Regions from separate parts of the Mus musculus genome. Here all the other regions are linked to region 2. The links are chromatin contacts, called in public promoter capture Hi-C maps. All regions are on one chromosome and are shown on one strand. The core of a region is the stretch at or near the end of the contact, and the rest is flanking DNA. Distances in the headings are between cores, read along the strand shown. Region 1 overlaps Ipo11 (importin 11). Region 2 holds the start of Shisal2b (shisa like 2B). Region 3 holds the start of Ipo11-lrrc70 (Ipo11-lrrc70 readthrough).

Region 1 (3,131 bases), core at 273-2,772, 1.9 Mb after region 2:
TTCTTTGGTTTGGAACAGGTCTCCGGCAGTCAAGGCTAGCCCCATACTAGAAACTGTAGCTCCTGTGCCTTGGGCTGCTGCTTTCACCTCCAAGCCCTGGGTTTCGGGAATGTGCCACTATAGGCGAGTGCCACTATGCTCAGAACGCCATCTTGGTTTCCTAGGATATGGAAAGAACCACTAGGCATAGAACATTTGTGACTCCTGATACATCAGCTTCTTTTCCCTATGGTTTGTACCAATATATGAGATAACAGTATTTCGTTGCTAACACTGTGTTGCCACTGTTATTATCTAAAGGACTAATAATTATAACAACAAACAATACAGAATAAGTATAAGCTGAGCATTTATTTTTACCATCAGTGACCTTGAATATCTGCATAACTTTCAATAAAGTATATGAATGTCTTTGCCCAATGTAGCTGACTTCCACCCATAACTTCTGTTTGAGTTATATACATGTTAAAACACAACCGAGAAAAAAAAGATATGGGCAGCGTAAAATTTAAATTATGCCCCATGTCTTACCAAAGCAGAGATATAACAAATCCAAGAGAAAGAAAAACGTCAGTCCTCATGTTCATAGCAGCCTTATTTATAATAGCCAGAAGCTGGAAAGAACCCAGGTGCCCCTCAACAGAGGAATGGATACAGAAAATGTGGTACATTTACACAATGGAGTACTACTCAGCTATAAAAAGAATGAATTATGAAATTCCTAGGAAAATGGATGGACCTGGAGGGCATCATCTTGAGTGAGGTAACCCAATCACAAAAGAACTCACACAGTATGTACTCACTGATAAGTGGATATTAGCCCAGAAACTTAGGATACCCAAGATATAAGATACAATTTGCTAAACGCATGAAACTCAAGAAGAACAAAGACCAAAGACACTTTGCCCCTTCTTAGAATTGGGAACAAAACACCCATGGAAGAAGTTACAGAGACAAAGTTTGGAGCTGAGACGAAAGGATGGACCATCTAGAGACTGCCATATCCGGGGACCCAGATGTAGCTGTCTCTTGCGAAGCTATGCCGGGGCCTAGCAAACACAGAAGTGGATGATCACAGTCAGCTATTGGATGGATCACAGGGCCCCCAATGGAGGAGCTAGAGAAAGTAACCAAGGAGCTAAAGGGATCTGCAACCCTATAGGTGGAACAACAATATGAACTAACCAGTACCCCGGAGCTCGTGTCTCTAGCTGCATATATATCAGAAGATGGCCTAGTCGGCCATCAGTGGAAAGAGAGGTCCATTGGTCATACAAACTTAATATGCCTCAGTACAGGGGAATGCCAGGGCCAAGAAGTGGGAGTGGGAGGGTGGGGGAGTGTGCAGAAGTAGGATACTTATTTCTAAATCCCTGCCTTTGTCCTTTTCCCAGTTTTTTCCTAGTATGCCTAAGCCCTCCTCCTCCTCTCTAAGGAAGGACACGACCACTTAACTGTTTACATTAGAATGGACAGGGAGAACTGAGGAGCCCTGTGTTAACTGGCTTCACTCGTGAATGCAAAGTAATTGACCACTACTCTTGACTCTAGGCTAATGCCAGATAAATGACATCTCAATAGCCTAACTCAATCCAAAACTTCGTTTGTTGGATTTTAATGTGCAAGCAGCTTTGTACTCTCTTGGTTTTAAAGCTGTTGTTTAAGGACACACGGTTTTGGATGAACCAAGTATGGCTCCTTCCTTTGGTAAGCACTGCCCTTGATATAAGCTTTGAGCTTTTCAAAGTTTAGCCCTCAGAGGGGTTCTACAAGTTTAGCTCCCATGGAGATACTTACCAGCATGTGTTTCCTATTAAGACATTTGTTGCTTGAAATAAAGTTTCATTGTGTTTCCTGTATAAACCAATTTTACCCAACAAGAATTCAGGGACGCTGAATCTTCCACGTTCTTGAAGTCATGTGACTAGTTACTTTTTAACCCTTCACATACCCTTTAGTTTTTCAGAAATTATTTACTGCAAGATTATTTCAAGAGAAAAAGTTTTTCTTTCTCTATTATTTTTAGAAGAAGAATAATGTGCTTTCCATGATACTTAACAGATAAAATAATAAACAGATAAAATTAATTAACAGATAAAACATGAAAAAGATTAAAAAAATCTTAAAGGAAAATATGTCATATATTTAACTACACTGTCTTCAAAACTTCCTGAGTTTGATTAAATTGCCTCTGCTTTAAATATTCTATTTTGAGATTTAATTATTTCACTGTGGCTAACTATCAATTTCTAAAATCTGTCTGAAACACTTAAACTTGCCCATTGAATACTACAAGCTCTCCACATTCTGTGCTTAGTGGAGAACTAAGTAAGGCTGACAGATGCCAAGAAGAAGCTTGTCAGGGAGTCATAGCAATTTAAGTTCATCACGTGTGAAGCCGAAGCTTGCTTTGCAGAGGGTAAACTGTGCTTTCTAAGTGACAAGCTTGCTGCAGAGTGAAACCCTGTCTCAATGAATGACTGTGTGAAGGAATGTTCCTCTATATTCCAATGTCCATCCAAGGGTAAGATTGCTACAAAAACATTTGGAACAAAACACTCATGAGAACTAAAATCCCAAGTTAATTCATAAAACATCCACAGAGGACTGCATATTCATTAGAAATTTTAAAGTAGATAATAGACTATTTTTAAAAGCTCCCAATGCAGTCATTTTTTCAAATATATATATATATATGCATGTATATATATTTCCCAGAAGTATTTTAAGGAGCAAACCCACATCCTGTACATGTAAGGCAAACATTCTAACAATGTACAAAGCCCCAGCTACCCTACCCCCCTTATTTCCCAGACACCCCAGTCTGGCCTTATGCTGACTGCTTTAAGTTCAGTCCTCACGGCTTCTGAGAGGTGGGAGCATCCACTGCTGGACTAAGCATTCGAGCTCTGTACATTTAATTCTGCTTCGTTCTCACCTGACTTGATAGAAAGTTTCCCAGATTCTCTCTGTCTGTATTTCAGCGAGGAGTATCTGCAGTAGTCTTGTCTAACTATACACTCACTAGGGAATGCAGGACTCTTTTCTTTCTAAAATCACTCTTTCTTCCACCATCTACAAGTTTGTGGCCCTTCTCCAAGTCTTCCTGCCAAACAAAAGTCATGTTGAAG
Region 2 (3,000 bases), core at 141-2,640:
CACACACACACTCTCTCTCTCTCTCTCTCTCTCTCTCTCTCTCTCTCTCTCTCACACACACACACACACACACACCCTCACACACGCTCACACACACAATTTATGTTAGGAGTTTAAGTTCTTTCCTATAATATTAAGATTCCATTCATTCTGTACACAAAAGAAAAGAATCAAATTTAAAGTTTCTAAGTTTGCAGTCTTCTAGAGGGAGCATTTCAATGTGAAAACAAGCATAAAGTCTGAACAGAAATAAGCGGGGGGTGGGGGTGGGGGTACAATGTAGGAAAAAGAATCAAGAAAGGCTTGTCTTTGAAAAGTGACCAGACGTCAAGCCATGGTCAAATGGTTCAGGTGCGAGGGAAGGGTGTCTAGAAAGGACACACTGTGTGTAAGCAGAGTAACTCAAGCTCTTCCTTCCGTGCTCGACCCTTCAGTCTGGTTGTGCAGTGTCAGTGTCCGAACCGCTGAGAAGAGCAAGTTGTAAAGCCTAGTTGTATGTAGCACCTACTCAAGCCAACACACAAACACACACACACACACACACAGAGAGAGAGAGAGGGAGAGAGAGAGAGAGAGAGAGAGAGAGAGAGAGAGAGACCCCAGCTGCCCAGTGACTCTAAGTACTCCATTGGTCCAATACCTCAACCTGGGTTCCAAAGAAGCGTCCTTTCCATTCAAATGTACCATATCAACAAATACCTGAAGAGGAATTAAAACCTCCAGTCTTGTTAGTAGAGTTTCCAGCTCATCTCACAAGCAGTGGTCCCTGGGGTAGCCTGGGATATATACAGGGTTCTCATTTGTCTCCAGGGTTCTCTGCAGAAACCATTCAGAAATCTGGCGCCTTGGCACGAGGACCTGAACCCAGCCGGAGCTAGACTTCCCTGATTCCAGCTTTGTGTCTTTCACTGGTCACTTTCCCGGGTCTAGAAGGAGGTTGCCCTGCCCAGCCCTGCCCAGCCCTGCCCTGCCCTGCCCTGCCCTGCCCTGCCCTGCCCTGCCCTGCCTTGCCCTGCCCACCTGAGGCTCCACATGTAGCTGTGCTTGTAGGGGAAGTAGCTGCCCGGCTCGCTGCAGCAGTACTTGAGGTCTGCGAAGCCGCAGCAATAGAGCAGCGCGGCCCCATCGCCGCGCTGCGGGCACTGGAAAGGCTCCACGAAGCTGCGGTTGAGGCTGTAGTAGCCCGAGCACAGGCGGCTGCTCTGGCTCATCGCCGGCGGCCGTGCTCAGGATCCCGAGGTGCGTGCGATGTGTGCTCGGACTGCGCTCGTCCCAAGCCCAGGCAACCCTGGGCGCCTCCTGCGATTTGGGGTCCAAGTGCCTGGCACTCAGCCTCTGAGCCCTCTCCGCTCTACCTCCCGCTGTCCACGAGGTGCCGGAGCTCTCTGCTCTCACCGCTGGGTCTGGTCTCTGAGTGGTCCCTTTCTCTGATGGCCCAGCCCTCTGCCTCTTCTCCCTCTCCGGAACTCCGACTGTTTTCTTTGCTCTCTACGGACTCCCTTCCAGTTTCATTCTCTTCATCACAACCTGTAGCAGTCTTCACATCAGAAGGATCTCTGTAGAGGGAACAGCAGAGGTGGGCTTGGGTGCAGTTTACACAGGTACAGCCAAAGTGTCATGGCACTTTGTTTGCCCAGTGACATGGCAAATGGGGTCTGGCTTGCAAAGGCTTTACCTGGGTGGACTACTAATCCAGGTTGGGGAGCAGGCTAGTAAAAGGGCCTCTGATTAGCTTTAGTGAGAGTACAGGGTGTTCAAAGTCAGGTAACAACATTCTCTTAGAAAAATTAACTGTGGGTGTTTTAAAAAAACATACAGTGGCACCCCCATGTTCACCTAAACTACATGGAAAAGGGAGGAAAGGCAAGAGATGGTGGAAAAGAAAGTGAGAAGCTTCCAGAAAGTGAAGCAGAAAGGGGAAGACTTTCGGTCACTTCTGAAGTGCAGAAACCACTTTTTCCGTTGATTCTCATTTTCCTAAGCGATTTGTCCAGTCTTTTGAAATAACATTAGCGATGTGTCCTTGTTGTAGCAAGTCAAACAATACTGCGGGGGGGGGGGGGAGGATAAGAACAAAAATAACAATAGCTTTCACTGGAAGCTAGTGCCTGCAGAATTTCCAGGGCAGAGCACTGTTCATTTTCTTTTCTTTTTTTTTTTCTTTCCATTTTTTATTAGGTATTTAGCTCATTTACATTTCCAATGCTATACCAAAAGTCCCCCATACCCACCTGTTCATTTTCAAATTCTGCTTCCTTCCTTTGGCCAGGGGCTTGATTGGAAGGCAGACATCATGAACTTGTGTGCTGGATATTTTTCTAGTCTTATAAATATTTCCCAGCCATGCTCTGGGACACAGCTACTTGGAAGCAGTTTGATTCTTTCCAATTTGTTTTTAAACCTTGTTAGGCGGGGCCAGCATGGGCCTGGGGACTACATTTTTCCCTACAGAAACCAATGCTTTCTGAATATTCTACTCCATGCATTCAGAATCGCAGTTTACCAGTGGCAGCAGACCCCACCACCTCCAGATCTGTCGGAACTTTTTACTTGATCTTAGCCAAAAAGCGTAGAAGCAGGAACTTTAAAGACCATTCTCTCTACTCTTTTCAATGTTTCTTTCCCCAGCCTCAGACAGCTTCCTCCCCTATGTATACAGATCAGTACTAAGCTGAACATTCTTGTACCTTCGAAGCTAGACTATAGGTCATTTGTCCTCTCACCCAATTCTCTCCTCTCTGGAACCATGTTCTGATACCCCCCATGGCTTCCTGGATTCTCAGCGTCACATTCTCAACTCAGAACCAACCAGACTCCACCTGAATCTCACCCATGCTGCTCAGCAGCTACATTTGTCACAGGGCGGAGGAGGGTGGGTAGGAGGAGCCTCACAAGGCTTCCTTCACCTGTTTCCACTTAGACGCCACATCCTGCAGTGCGCCATATCTACGGCCAGGACCCATTGTGTCGTGGGTTTTGTTTCTTTTTTTTTGTCTAGAG
Region 3 (2,824 bases), core at 80-2,579, 2.0 Mb after region 2:
TTTCTAAAATAACTCTCAGTTAAAGTCAAATGTTTAAGGTTGTTAATTTTACTAAACCCAATCCTAGTGACATTTATGATCTTTACACGCTTCAGGAGGGAATAATTTACATTAATAGCTCACTGATAAATGCAAAAGGCTGTCATGATTCAAAAAGGTAACTTAAAGACAGTCTCAAGATTTGTAACAACATTTAATGTTACTTTTGTTAAGATATTACTTTCTAGATACAAAAAATGAAGAGAGATAAGACATTGAAAGTCTGAGATCTATGTCCTTAAATTTTTATTGTTCAATAAAAAGAATCTGGGAACAGAACAAGTATACCAACTATGTCTAGGACAGTGGTGAGTTCTCGGTAAGTGTAGACTTTTACACACCACCAATCAATGTCCTTAGAACAAAAGACACCCAGTTAGACCACAAATATAAACTATGAACATCTCATCACCCCTTAGGCGCTAAGCAATTTATACAACTGTTTAAAGATAGAAAATACAAATGGCTTAACTGAACAAAGCCTTTAAGATATTCATACGTGATAGTTACCCAAATAGAATTCTGGAAAAGAATTAAATAATCCAATTTCACTAACATGAAACATTATTCCCAAATCCAGAAAAACTGGACCTTTAGGAAAATTCTAAGGAATGTGAAAGGACTGGGGTAGTCTGTCTTCCATTTAGAGTTGGTAAGAATACAAATAACAATAATGATATTAAAAACAAACAAACGAACAAAAAAAAGAGCAGGTAGCAACCAGAAATAAACACAGGCAAGGAAGAGAAAATAAAAATCCACATGTAACCCAACCTAACTTCTTTTTCCACATCAGAACTGACTCCAAAGACAAAATTTTAAATTGTCAGAAAGGTCTTAAAACAAAAGTATCAAAATACTGAAACTTCAATAGTCCATTTAAAGTAGGATAAGCCAAAACCGCGTGTTAACACATATTATGGGTGACAGTATGAACTGCTAACACAGCTATGAAATCAATTCTTTAGCAAAGATAATTCAAACTCAACAAACTAAAATATGTTTGCTAAGATAAACTTTTAGAACCGACTCTGACACACATAACAAATGACGTGAGGATAACGATTTTTGGATACATGCCCCATAACCTATATGAAGCCTAACATCAAATAATAACTTAGGAAAATACGAACAGAAAAAGCAGGCTGTACTTTTCCACCAGGTTCTTTCGGCTAAACAACTGTACTTAAATAATCTTACCAAGGATACGGGACTCGTATCATCACGTGGCTTTAAGGCTTTGTTTTAACTCTGCAGAGCTCCGTTCTTTAACTCAGTTCCTCTGGGCACTGCTGACCGCCAGCACTCCACCGTTTTTTGAATTTTAAAGCCATGGCTATGCAGGAAACGCCACTCTTCACACTGGTTCCTCTACAGCCAATGTGTAAAACAGGGGTTGCCATGGATACAGGAAACTGAGAGACAGGAAGCAAGTTTATCTGTGCTTCAAAAGTATTGTTGAAAGGAAGTCTCAGGAAAGTATTTTTTTTTTCAGAACGCACTCAGTTTTCCTAATATATACACCTAAGTAATTCCTATAACTTGAAAGAGGATTTTAAAGCCAAATGTCTGAAAACTTGAGGTATTCAAAAATCTAAATAAGAAGTCTCTAGTTATCAACAACACATATTGTCTCTGTGTTTGTGTGTGCGTGCATGCCTGCACGCGTGCGTGAAGGTCAGAATTGACACCAGTGTCCCCCTCTGTTACCCTATAACTTGCTTGTTAAGCTAGGTTCTCACAATCTGAGCTCACAGACAGTTTCTCAGACAGTTGCTACTCCCCAGAGTTAGGACCACAGCTGGATTTTGAAGGTAGGTGTTGAGGATCGGAAGCCAAGTACATTACTGACAGACATTCCCCTGCTCAATATCACAGTCACTAAATCAAAAGCACACTGAAATAGGAGTATATAAAATAAAGTGATCTTTATAAAAACATTTGAGACAGAGTCTCATTATGTAATCATGGCCAGCCTGGAACCCTCTATACATAAAAGCCAGGTTTGCCTTGAACTCATAAGAGACCTGCCTGACTCTGCCTCCTGAGTCTGTAATTAAAGGCATGTACTACCACACCAAGAATTTTTAAGCGCATTGTCCTATTTATTTTCAAATACTTACTGAAGACTTATTGATTTTTAAAAGAACATAAAGTTAGTAAATAATTTAGGATGAACAAAATATTAACACAATATTCTAATATTTTGAATTTTTAAAAATATTTTTTGTTTAGAAAATACTGATTACTATCAATTAATTGAGGAAATTAAGGCCATGCCCTGGGTTGGAAAGTAACATAAACTCCCTTACCAAATTATTAACAGAGTTTATCCCTGGATAAAAAGTTAGGGAGAAGAGACTGGGGAGATGACTGGGTAGGTAAGATGCTTACTATGCAAGCATCAACACTTGAGCTCAGACCACCAGCACCCATGTCAAAAAAGCTGATGTGGTTCCATATACTCAGACCCCAGCATTGGGACGGCAGAGACAGGAGGGGATCCCGAGGTCTGCTGGACAGCATCCTACCTAAATCAGCAAGAGACTCTATCTTGAAAAAAAAGATGAACTCTGGTTTTCAAACACATGTGCAAATGTACACCACACACACACACCAATGTGTTTACATATGACACATGAGGGGGGGGAGGGAGGGAGGGGGGAGGGAGGGAATGAGTTGCGGAAGAGTAAAAGTAGATGTTCCTGAATTACTTTTTACTCTATATGAATGTCTGAATTAATTTGAATACTTTGGCATGAAAAGTAATCTGAATATAACGTAA

What was found. Promoter capture Hi-C pulls out the DNA fragments that hold promoters and counts their contacts.
Region 1: a contact with region 2 is called in a promoter capture Hi-C map of liver, with 4 times the contacts expected there. The contact joins the enhancer-like site here to the promoter of Shisal2b in region 2. A contact is called at or near these places in 10 of 39 promoter capture datasets (the 3T3-L1 cell line, 3T3-L1-derived adipocytes, cranial neural crest and 5 more) and 1 of 115 datasets of contacts at active chromatin or transcription factors (embryonic stem cells).
Region 3: a promoter capture Hi-C map of hippocampal neurons shows a contact between it and region 2, with 5 times the contacts expected there. The contact joins the promoter of Ipo11-lrrc70 here to the promoter of Shisal2b in region 2. A contact is called at or near these places in 5 of 39 promoter capture datasets (the 3T3-L1 cell line, cranial neural crest, hippocampal neurons and 2 more) and 2 of 115 datasets of contacts at active chromatin or transcription factors (embryonic stem cells and stem cell-derived neural progenitor cells).

What each region holds. Positions count from the first base shown.
Region 1 is chr13:106,796,374-106,799,504 of GRCm38.p6, forward strand. The region is part of intron 29 of Ipo11 (importin 11); the gene reads right to left. All of the region lies in intron 3 of Ipo11-lrrc70 (Ipo11-lrrc70 readthrough), which reads right to left. Among named protein-coding and RNA genes, the nearest start is that of Gm24527, 18 kb to the left of the region's middle. Within about 2 kb of position 1,523, at least 2 of the 459 cell types and tissues checked have an H3K27ac peak or open chromatin away from gene starts, as enhancers often do.
Region 2 is chr13:104,862,503-104,865,502 of GRCm38.p6, forward strand. It overlaps Shisal2b (shisa like 2B), which reads right to left and starts at 1,391. Exons shown (of 3, transcript NM_029984.1): 1 at 1,021-1,391. The coding sequence starts at 1,211.
Region 3 is chr13:106,834,973-106,837,796 of GRCm38.p6, forward strand. It overlaps Ipo11-lrrc70 (Ipo11-lrrc70 readthrough), which reads right to left and starts at 1,330. Exons shown (of 4, transcript NR_165805.1): 1 at 1,240-1,330. The region is part of intron 27 of Ipo11 (importin 11); the gene reads right to left. Lrrc70 (leucine rich repeat containing 70) reads right to left here and starts at 1,330. Exons shown (of 2, transcript NM_001378597.1): 1 at 1,240-1,330.